2 separate regions of the Arachis hypogaea genome follow, and region 2 is linked to region 1. The links are chromatin contacts, called in public Hi-C maps. All regions are on one chromosome and are shown on one strand. Each heading gives the region's core, a stretch centred on a gene start, on an enhancer-like site or on the middle of the called end of the contact. The rest is flanking DNA. Distances are from core to core; before and after follow the strand shown.

Region 1 (4,497 bases), core at 1,273-3,772:
AAATGGAATTGGCAACGGAGCTTTTTCGCTTTGAAAAGATTAGTGTTAGTGTTGGATTGTTGATGAAAATTGTTGCAATGATAATATAGTGGGGAAGTAATAACCCCACAAATAAAGAGAGAGAATAGATCTAAGAATAGATTAGTAATTTTATAATAAGTTAACAGTTGATTAAATAAATTAATTATGAATAAAATATTTGGATTATTTTATCAAACAAAATATATTTATTGAGAATCATTTTATCAAAAACAAATATTGAGATCTATTTTTATCAAAAATGGAATTTTTCGATGCCAAAATGACTATTTGTGATATATGGGAGCACGTAGCTTGTGCCTTCTTAAATTTTTGGGTGATAGCTTTAACACGATTTACTTTGTATACCATTTTGATTTATTTTTTATAACAAAAACTTGGGTATCGAATTATTTTCAATCAATATTTGTAAGACATAAAAAATACTTTTTAATTATGTAAAGAGGAGGCCATTAACGATCATGTCAAATACAGCTTACCAACAGTAAGTTGTTTGACCAAATTTTAAATCGTGATATATAGTCGAGTATCATTTGAAATCGTACACTACATAAATATATTCATAAAAAGAAATCTAAATAGTAAAGTTATATGCCTCAAACGTAATATACTAAATAATTTTTAAAAAGTTGTAAATTCAATTTTTTATATATAGATATATGATATTGATTTCTTTTTTGTAGTAATATTTAGCAGATTTTTTTGGATCAGTGAGAAATTCGAATCCAAAATTTTTAGATAAAAAAAAATTATGTCATTTAACTTATTATTCATTGTGATATATAATATTGATTGATTTTTTCGTTGTTATCCCTTGCTAGATAATGGACTTATTAAGTTATTATTGAATTTGGGCCTTAGCCATTTATATTGGTATGGTTCTGAATATATCACGATCAAGTCTGTAATTTCATCTTTCTTCTACTGTATTGATGAGCTTCCAAATCGAATCGAAGCATACGATTGGAACCACAAATTTTATGGCTCTAAAACATATGATGATAATACCATTAATAAACACGGGAAAATAACAGTGTCACATACAGTATTTATTAATGTTTTTATTCTTTATATTTAATTTCATCACTATAACAAACATATATAAAGATTGATATTTAATTAATTAAAATTTTCTTCGATATTACCATTAAAGATAAATAATCAATCAAAAACCAATCAAGCCAAAGTCAAACACAAAAAATCCTGTAACAACAAAAAAGCCAACTCTAAAAGATTACAAAAGCATTTAAAAAAATATCAACTAAATGTTCACTTTTAAAATATCAACATAACTAGACTTTTACCTTTCAAAAAATTCATGGACTTTTAATGCTAAATGCCAAACCAAAAATTCATGTTTTATCTTCCTGCAAAAATTAACACTCATACTAACTGAGGCTAAGTAATTATTTTAAAAAAATATTTTTTGACAATCACAAATGATGCTTCTGCTACTATTATTTATTATTATATTTCCCTACTCTATCTTTTGATATATATCGATACTTATTTTTCTACCGATGCCTTTGGGAGACCTACTTTCATTGATCAATAATTCAATATATACGTATCTATTATTCTACTATAGCATAAGAACAAGTTAAAAAGAAACCCAAAAAAAAAAAAATGTTCATATACACACCATGCTGATAGCCTATTATAAAGAGAAATTTTTATTATCACTTAGAAATTTCACTTACGTGTAATACAACAAGAACAATAATAATCACTAACATATCTAAAGTATTGATTGAACATGGAAGTATCAATTAGCACAAGCAAGGCACGTGCCAATCAGAACAACAAAAGTAAAAACTGTATAGAACCTTATGAGAGACACACACATATATGTGAAGTGCCATTGCCATTCATTCAACAATACCAGGGTCTTCACTCTTAAGTATGGCAATAGCAATTTAATTAAGAACCATAATTTAAGGGCAGACAAATCCGTTAGGGACACCTTTTCCACAGTAGTTGAGAATCAAACTCAAGCTGATTGGAATGTTAAGATTGATACCAAGCAAATTGGCTTTAAGAGCGGTGCAAAGGCAAAGAGCGGCTTCAAGATCAACGAGGCCATTAATGAGGGAGCAGCATGGTGTCTTTGCTGGATTTCCAAGCTGAACGTTCACCAAACCCAACACGTTGGCGCACACGCCCAACTTGAGCGTGTCTCTTGGGCATTTGGGTTGTGAGGGGGGCTTTGTGGATGGCGGTTTAGGGATTGATGGGACGCTCGGGTGCGGCGGTTTGTGGTTGTGGCTTTTGGTTGGTGGTGGTGGACATGGCACGTAGTTTGAGGTTACAACTGTGAAGAAGAGAATGTTGAGGGCAATGAGAAGAGCACTCTTTGAAGCCATTTCACAAACAGTTGGTGGTGGTAATGAAGTAACTACACTTTCTTTGGGACACTATTATTTGTTTGTTACTTTGGTTTTCTTTTCTTGTGAGTAGTGATGGTGGTTGGAGGAGGTTGTGATGGGGTTTTATAAGGAAGGACTGGGGAGTTGTTTGGGAATTTTTTTTTAAGGTTTAAATAATAATTGGGATATTTTTCCATAATAATTTGGAGGAAATACATTATGCATGTGAGTATAGTAGGGATCACATTGGACGGAAACTGGAAGAAGCCAACACTAGCTGGCAGCACAACATGGAAGGAACGATATGTTTTAAACACGCGGAAATTATTTGGAAAAAAAAAATGTTAGGAACTAAGATTTATAATTTAGAATTTAGTATTTAATGTTTAAAATTAGTTAAATATTAATTAAAAATAATAAATTTTATTAGTTATATAATATTAATCATAAAAATAGAAAAAAAATATCTGATTGAATAAATATAGAGAATTAATTAATATTATTTATTTTTATTATTAACTTTTTTATTTTTTAAAAATTTTAAAATCTTAAAATTTAGAGTTTAAAAATTAAAATAGGTTGTTTAGAATTTAGAATTTATAGTTTAACATGATTTTTTTACTTTTATATAGTAATATTGTATAATGATAAAGAAAATTATTTACTTCTTATTAATTCTATTATATGGGATGGAGATTTCAAGTTCTTTTTTCTTTTGAAATATATTTTATCATGTATATTTATCAAAAAACATTCTTATTTTGTAAACTTCAATTTAAGATTTTTCCGTTATAATAATGTAAATATACACTATCTTAACTAATATCACAATTTTTAATATGATATATATTTAATAAGTAAAAAATAAGTTAATAGATAAATTAGTGTCTAATAATATGCTATTATAAATAATATATTTAAAGTAGTTTGGAGGCATCTGCCATGTTGCAAAGTGGGGTTAGTTGTCAATTCACTTTGAGAAGAATATATCATTTCATACATGTCGTTCAGCTTCATTTTCAATAGTTTGGCAAAGATTCAAAACCAAATAATAATGCATATGATATTGAGGCTTATTTGTCATTTTCCAGTCATTATTTGCGACTGATGAATTGACGAAGTCACTGCATTGTTCTTATTCATTACTCTCTCCTTCTCGCTTTACAACTGATCCGTCTCAATTCTCAAATAATATGCCCAACATGCACGCTTCTCTTCGATTCTCACTTTAATTTGCTTAATAATGCTGCTGATATATATATTTATACTAAAAAAATTAAACAGTTATTTTCATGAGAAAATTAATAGTTGAGAATCCTTATTGGATATAATTATAATTTGAAGTTTCTAGAATTATTTATAAATAAAACTTTTAGAATCATAAACAATGGTTGAAACTATTTGAAGAGTATTCTCAATATTTTATTATCACATTAACGAGAACAGATACTCAAAAAAACAAAAAACTCTAAAATTTCTTTCACTTCTCATTTTACTTTCATTTAGGTCAAACTTTTCCTTTTCCTTTTTCAGTAATAGTTAAAATTTATCTATTTATATTTCAATTTCTTTCAAACACTACTTGTTATCTTTTATATTCTTAAAATTCTATAGATATACTCTTTCCCTTGTCAATTCACAGTGCTTAATGGTCGATCATCATCAAATTAACAAAATATTAGTTAAAACACTTTTGTTCAACATTTCTTTCCGTGCAATAATTAAAAAATGCTCAAGTTAAAGACAAAAGTAATAACTACATCAAGATTCCAATTCCCATTATCAAAACTATACCGATAACTTAAAACTTTATCAGGCATATGTATATACCAAATAGGCGCTAATCTAAAATCTCAAACAAAATTCAAACCAACAACAAAAGACTGACTTCCAATCTATCTAAGCTAACTTCCAAATTTAACGTATCATTTGGTATAAACTTTGACGATTCTACTCTTAAATATTGTCATTATTAGCACACTTATATTATCATCATTTTATTTGAGTATCGCACACTAGTCATCTTATTCAAAACCTTCGCTAACTGTTGGCATAACAAAATTGCAAAGATTTTCACTGTTAAATACTATAT
Region 2 (4,448 bases), core at 902-3,401, 240 kb before region 1:
TTCGTTAAACAAGATATATAGCTAGAATAAGATTATATATTATTCAACATGCAGTAAGTAACACATGGCATCATATAGAACATCCGCGAAGACATGCATGCACTCAACAACGTCTTATTATGTGCAGAACAAGAATAGATATAATTAACCGAATAAATGGACAAGAAATATAAAAGGAAGAGTTTGGGATGAATAAAGATACACATCAAAGATACATAAATATCCGATGAAAACTCAAGTGCAGTCGACTTCACGTAAAGTTAATAATTAAGAACTGTTAGATAATTTAATTGATTTGACTAAATTTTTATCTAATAACTCTTAATTATCAACTTTATGTGAAGTCGACTATACCTGAACTTTCACCGTATTTAAAAGATTGGTTTTGACGACGAAAACATTATACTTAGCGAGATTTTAATATTTATAAATTTTCGATTTTTCTTTATTAAAAACAATTCTTGAAGTATATTTTAATTATAAATTTTTATATATATTTTTACTCATCGCAAATTTTTTTATGTATATTTTTTGTCTATTTAGTCATGATTAAATTGTCATGGTTTCTGACTCTCAGATTATTAGATGAAAAAGTCTAAGGGACCAACACTTTTATTAAAATTTAGCCAGCACTTAATCAGTAAAAAAAAAGTGAATAATTTTATACCATTAGATAAAATTTTACACCATTAAAAATATCGATAATGACTAATTAATGGTTACAAATCACAAAATTTACTGATCCCTAACACTCTTATTAGATAGCAACAACATGCCACTTTTTAATTTTATTATGGAGGCTAGAATGGGGTAGGACCCCGTTATGGGGATCAGGTGTGCTTTACCTGCATGTGGTGTCAGCAGGTAAGAAATCGGACGGTGCGAGTGGGGCGAGGCTTATCGGACAGTCCGACTTATTCACTACAACACAGACCATGCGAGTTGTTGAGGGAAAATAAAAAAGAAATTTTCATTCATGCAGAACTCGAAATGTCCGATAAGTTTCATATAAATTTCAGATATTTCCTTCATACAAAACGGACCCTCCGATTTGCTTACAAAAAATTTTCAACAATGAAATCGAAGGGTCCAATTTCTTAACACCAAATTTGAACAAAAATTGTCCCACAAATTGGTCTACTACCTCTAACATCTATAATTATGCACAACACATTCACAGCTTCCATAACAAAAAAATCAACCACAACATGCAATGTGTCTTTTGTAACAATATCACAATAGTCAAAATAATAGGAAATTTAATTCTTTAAGCAAGTGTATGTATTATATAAGTTTGAAATTCTTATTTAAATTTCAAGAAATTAAATTGAATTAGTTGAATTTTCCATAACAAAAATTGATAAGGCTTACTAAAAAATATACATGTTATTATAAAATTATTTTATTTCAAAAATTTAAACACCACGGGAATAACGTTATTTGCACTAATTTTTTTTTTTACAATTCTTTTGTACACTTTTAGCTTTTTAATATTCAAAATGATCGATAAAAAGTAAAAGAAGATAAAATATTTTTTTATACCATAAAAAGAGAATATATAAAAAAGGTTATGTACAAAAAAAATGCAAATATTATTTTTAAATTTACACTGATAACTAAAGATACATAAATAATTTTATATATAATTCATCTCTTCAAACAATAATCTCTTTTCAACTTAAAATGTGATTATACATAAATATTTTTTTATTTCTCATATACTAAATTTTTTCTTATTCTAAGAATCAAAGCCTAAATCGTTTTATTAAAAACATGTATATATTATAAAATCACTTGACGAAAAGAGATTAAACCGACAAGTAGAATCATGGATTATATATCTAACGCTACCATAAGTTTGTCCCTCGTAATAATAACAATCCATCCACTACCGAGGAAGCTATAGGGATATAGTAGTAACTAGTTCATTATGTTATTGTGGATTAATCATTTTTATCATTGGACTAAATTTTAATTAGTATAAAAAAAAGTAGTACTTTGAAGAAAAAGAAAATCACATAATTCTTATATCAGATAAAATTCCAATTATATTTGATATAAAAAATTAGTGGGGCACAGAGAGATGGAGAGAAAGAGATAGGGAATATAAATGGAAGTTTTGGAATCATGTGCTGTGGTTTTGTGATTTCGAGAGAGTACTGAGTCTCCGTGACCGTGAGCTGGCTGCAGGAGGTCAGTCCGTGACCTAGCTAGTTCAGTTCGAGTCATGATTTTTAAAATTGGACTGGACCGACCGATCGATCTAATCGAAAATTGACAATGTCAACGGTCCGGACACTCGAACGTTCCCACTGCGTGCTTTTCATTTTCATTGCATCCATCCCTATCTAGTATCCTGTTTCTATTATCTTTTATATATTCATTGGGAAAGTTTTCACATATGTCATTGTACTTTATGAAACGTTTCAAGTATTCCATCGTACTTTCTTGAAAATTGGATATACGTTTAGATAATATTGTGTCCATTTATTATGTAGCGAAGAATTGAAGGACAACAATAATCCTTAGCAAAGGTTTAAAAAGATGATATTGGATAGTTTTAGAAATGGGGTAGCACAGTGTGACGAAAGTCAGCTATATTACTATGATCGTAGTGATTTCGCTTGTGTTGTATGAAGTATGTTCTTTTGGTCAAAATTAATAGAAAAAAAATGATGAATTTAACAATTAGAAATGGACTATATTTAATTAGGTGAATTCTATCCAATTTTCTCTAAAATAACGTATAAATTATTCTTTATCATGTGTCACGTTTTAATTGGTTATTATATTAACCATAGTTGGATTATTTTGTAATTTATTATTTGAGATGGGTAATGATATAATTTCTTAAAATATCAACACCTCACTCCCGTTAATTGAAACATCTTTCCACTCCTCCATTCTTTCTCCGTCACGTAGCTTCAGTACTTCCAAGCATCGTAGTCGCCGTGGTGACAAGAAGAACGACGTCGTCGTCATCTACTGCCCTCTCACGCAATCTCTCTTTCTTTATCCCTTAACGACGTCGTTGAATTCCCATCGTCAATAACTTTGCCGTCCTATTCAATATAGCCAGCGCCGAAATCATCGCTATCTCCTATCCTCTCACTCAATGCCGTGGATCACTCTTTACTAACATAAGTAATGTTTAGTTTGGTTATTAAAAGTATAATAAAATAAATCTATTCAGAGTACTTAAAAGTGTAATTAAAATAAAGAACATGTTGGAATAAATTATTTTATTAATCCAGATCATCCATATTGAGTCACCAAAAATATATCATAATGTGGAAGCGTACCTTTACTAATAGAAATTAGAAATTAGATGGAAGGATTGTCTCAATCTTGTGGTTCCTTCGATCTTCCTCAACTAAAGCCTTCTGTATTCCTAGGCGACTGGATTGCAACTCTTTTGATGGGGAAAGAGCAACAAAGGCGGCTTTGGTATATTGGGGACCGAAACCCTGAAGGACTATTTATATTTGAGCATGACACCCATTAAACCGTAAAGCCCAAATAAAATAGTATCTAAAGTCTAAAAGATAATATATCTAAAATACAAAATAATTATCTAAGGAATAAAAGATAATATCTGCTTTTTATTCTCATTTAATTCCAAATCAAAAGTAATAATGACTTATTCAATTTAGCATTTATAACAATAAATGAGATCACCATTATATAAGTCATTTAATTTGAAATAGCATAATTTGTGATTATAATTAATATATGTATTGTCCACAAACAAATTAGAAAATTAAAATAATTTCCTAACAATCTCTCACTTGGGCTATACATATATTTGACATAATCACATCTTATAAACTTTATGCGCGCATCTGAATGCTATTTCTCTCATTACTTTAACAATCTGGTCCGTCTCATATATTAGATATGGAACTACCCCGGCTTTTATCACATTAATGTCGTGACTAAACCACGACAATCACCATCCTAATATACTTAACGACATAGATCAAATTTGGATGAGTAACATGGAAATTACATGCCAAGTGATCTCATGCATGTCTATTTCCAGCTGGTCCAACTTTAAAACTTTATTGAGATAAAACACAATACAAATATTGCAAAATGAACATTTCACATAACATGAAATAAACCATCAACTTAATTTTGCAGAAAAATAACTCAATATCTGTCATAGAACATATAGTATAAAATAAACTCCCACTAAACTAAGGCATCACAAATATTGACACCCATCCGAGCAGTGTGCTCATGAAAGACTTTAGGGATCAATTTCTTGGTTATTGAGTCTACTAGCATATACTCTGTTCCTATATGTCCTATGAAAATATGTTTTTCTTCAACTTTCTCATTGACAACTAAGAACTTAATGTCTGTATGCTTCGATTTTGTCAAGCTCTTATTGTTATTGGAGTATAGTACTGCTGACTTATTGTCACAAAATATCTTTAATGACC

The links. Hi-C and Micro-C count contacts between places; a contact is called where the count stands out from the background.
Region 2: a Hi-C map of leaf shows a contact between it and region 1, with 3 times the contacts expected there. The contact joins the enhancer-like site here to the promoter of LOC112720827 in region 1. A contact is called at or near these places in 2 of 8 Hi-C or Micro-C datasets (leaf and an unstated tissue).

The regions. Positions count from the first base shown.
Region 1 is chr11:48,669,830-48,674,326 of arahy.Tifrunner.gnm2.J5K5, reverse strand. It overlaps LOC112720827 (14 kDa proline-rich protein DC2.15), which reads right to left and starts at 2,522. Exons shown (of 1, transcript XM_025771923.3): 1 at 1,690-2,522. The coding sequence starts at 2,402. The coding sequence ends at 1,974.
Region 2 is chr11:48,910,829-48,915,276 of arahy.Tifrunner.gnm2.J5K5, reverse strand. No RefSeq gene overlaps it. Among protein-coding and RNA genes, the nearest start is that of LOC140176355, 5.4 kb to the right of the region's middle. Within about 2 kb of position 2,151, at least 2 of the 3 cell types and tissues checked have open chromatin away from gene starts, as enhancers often do.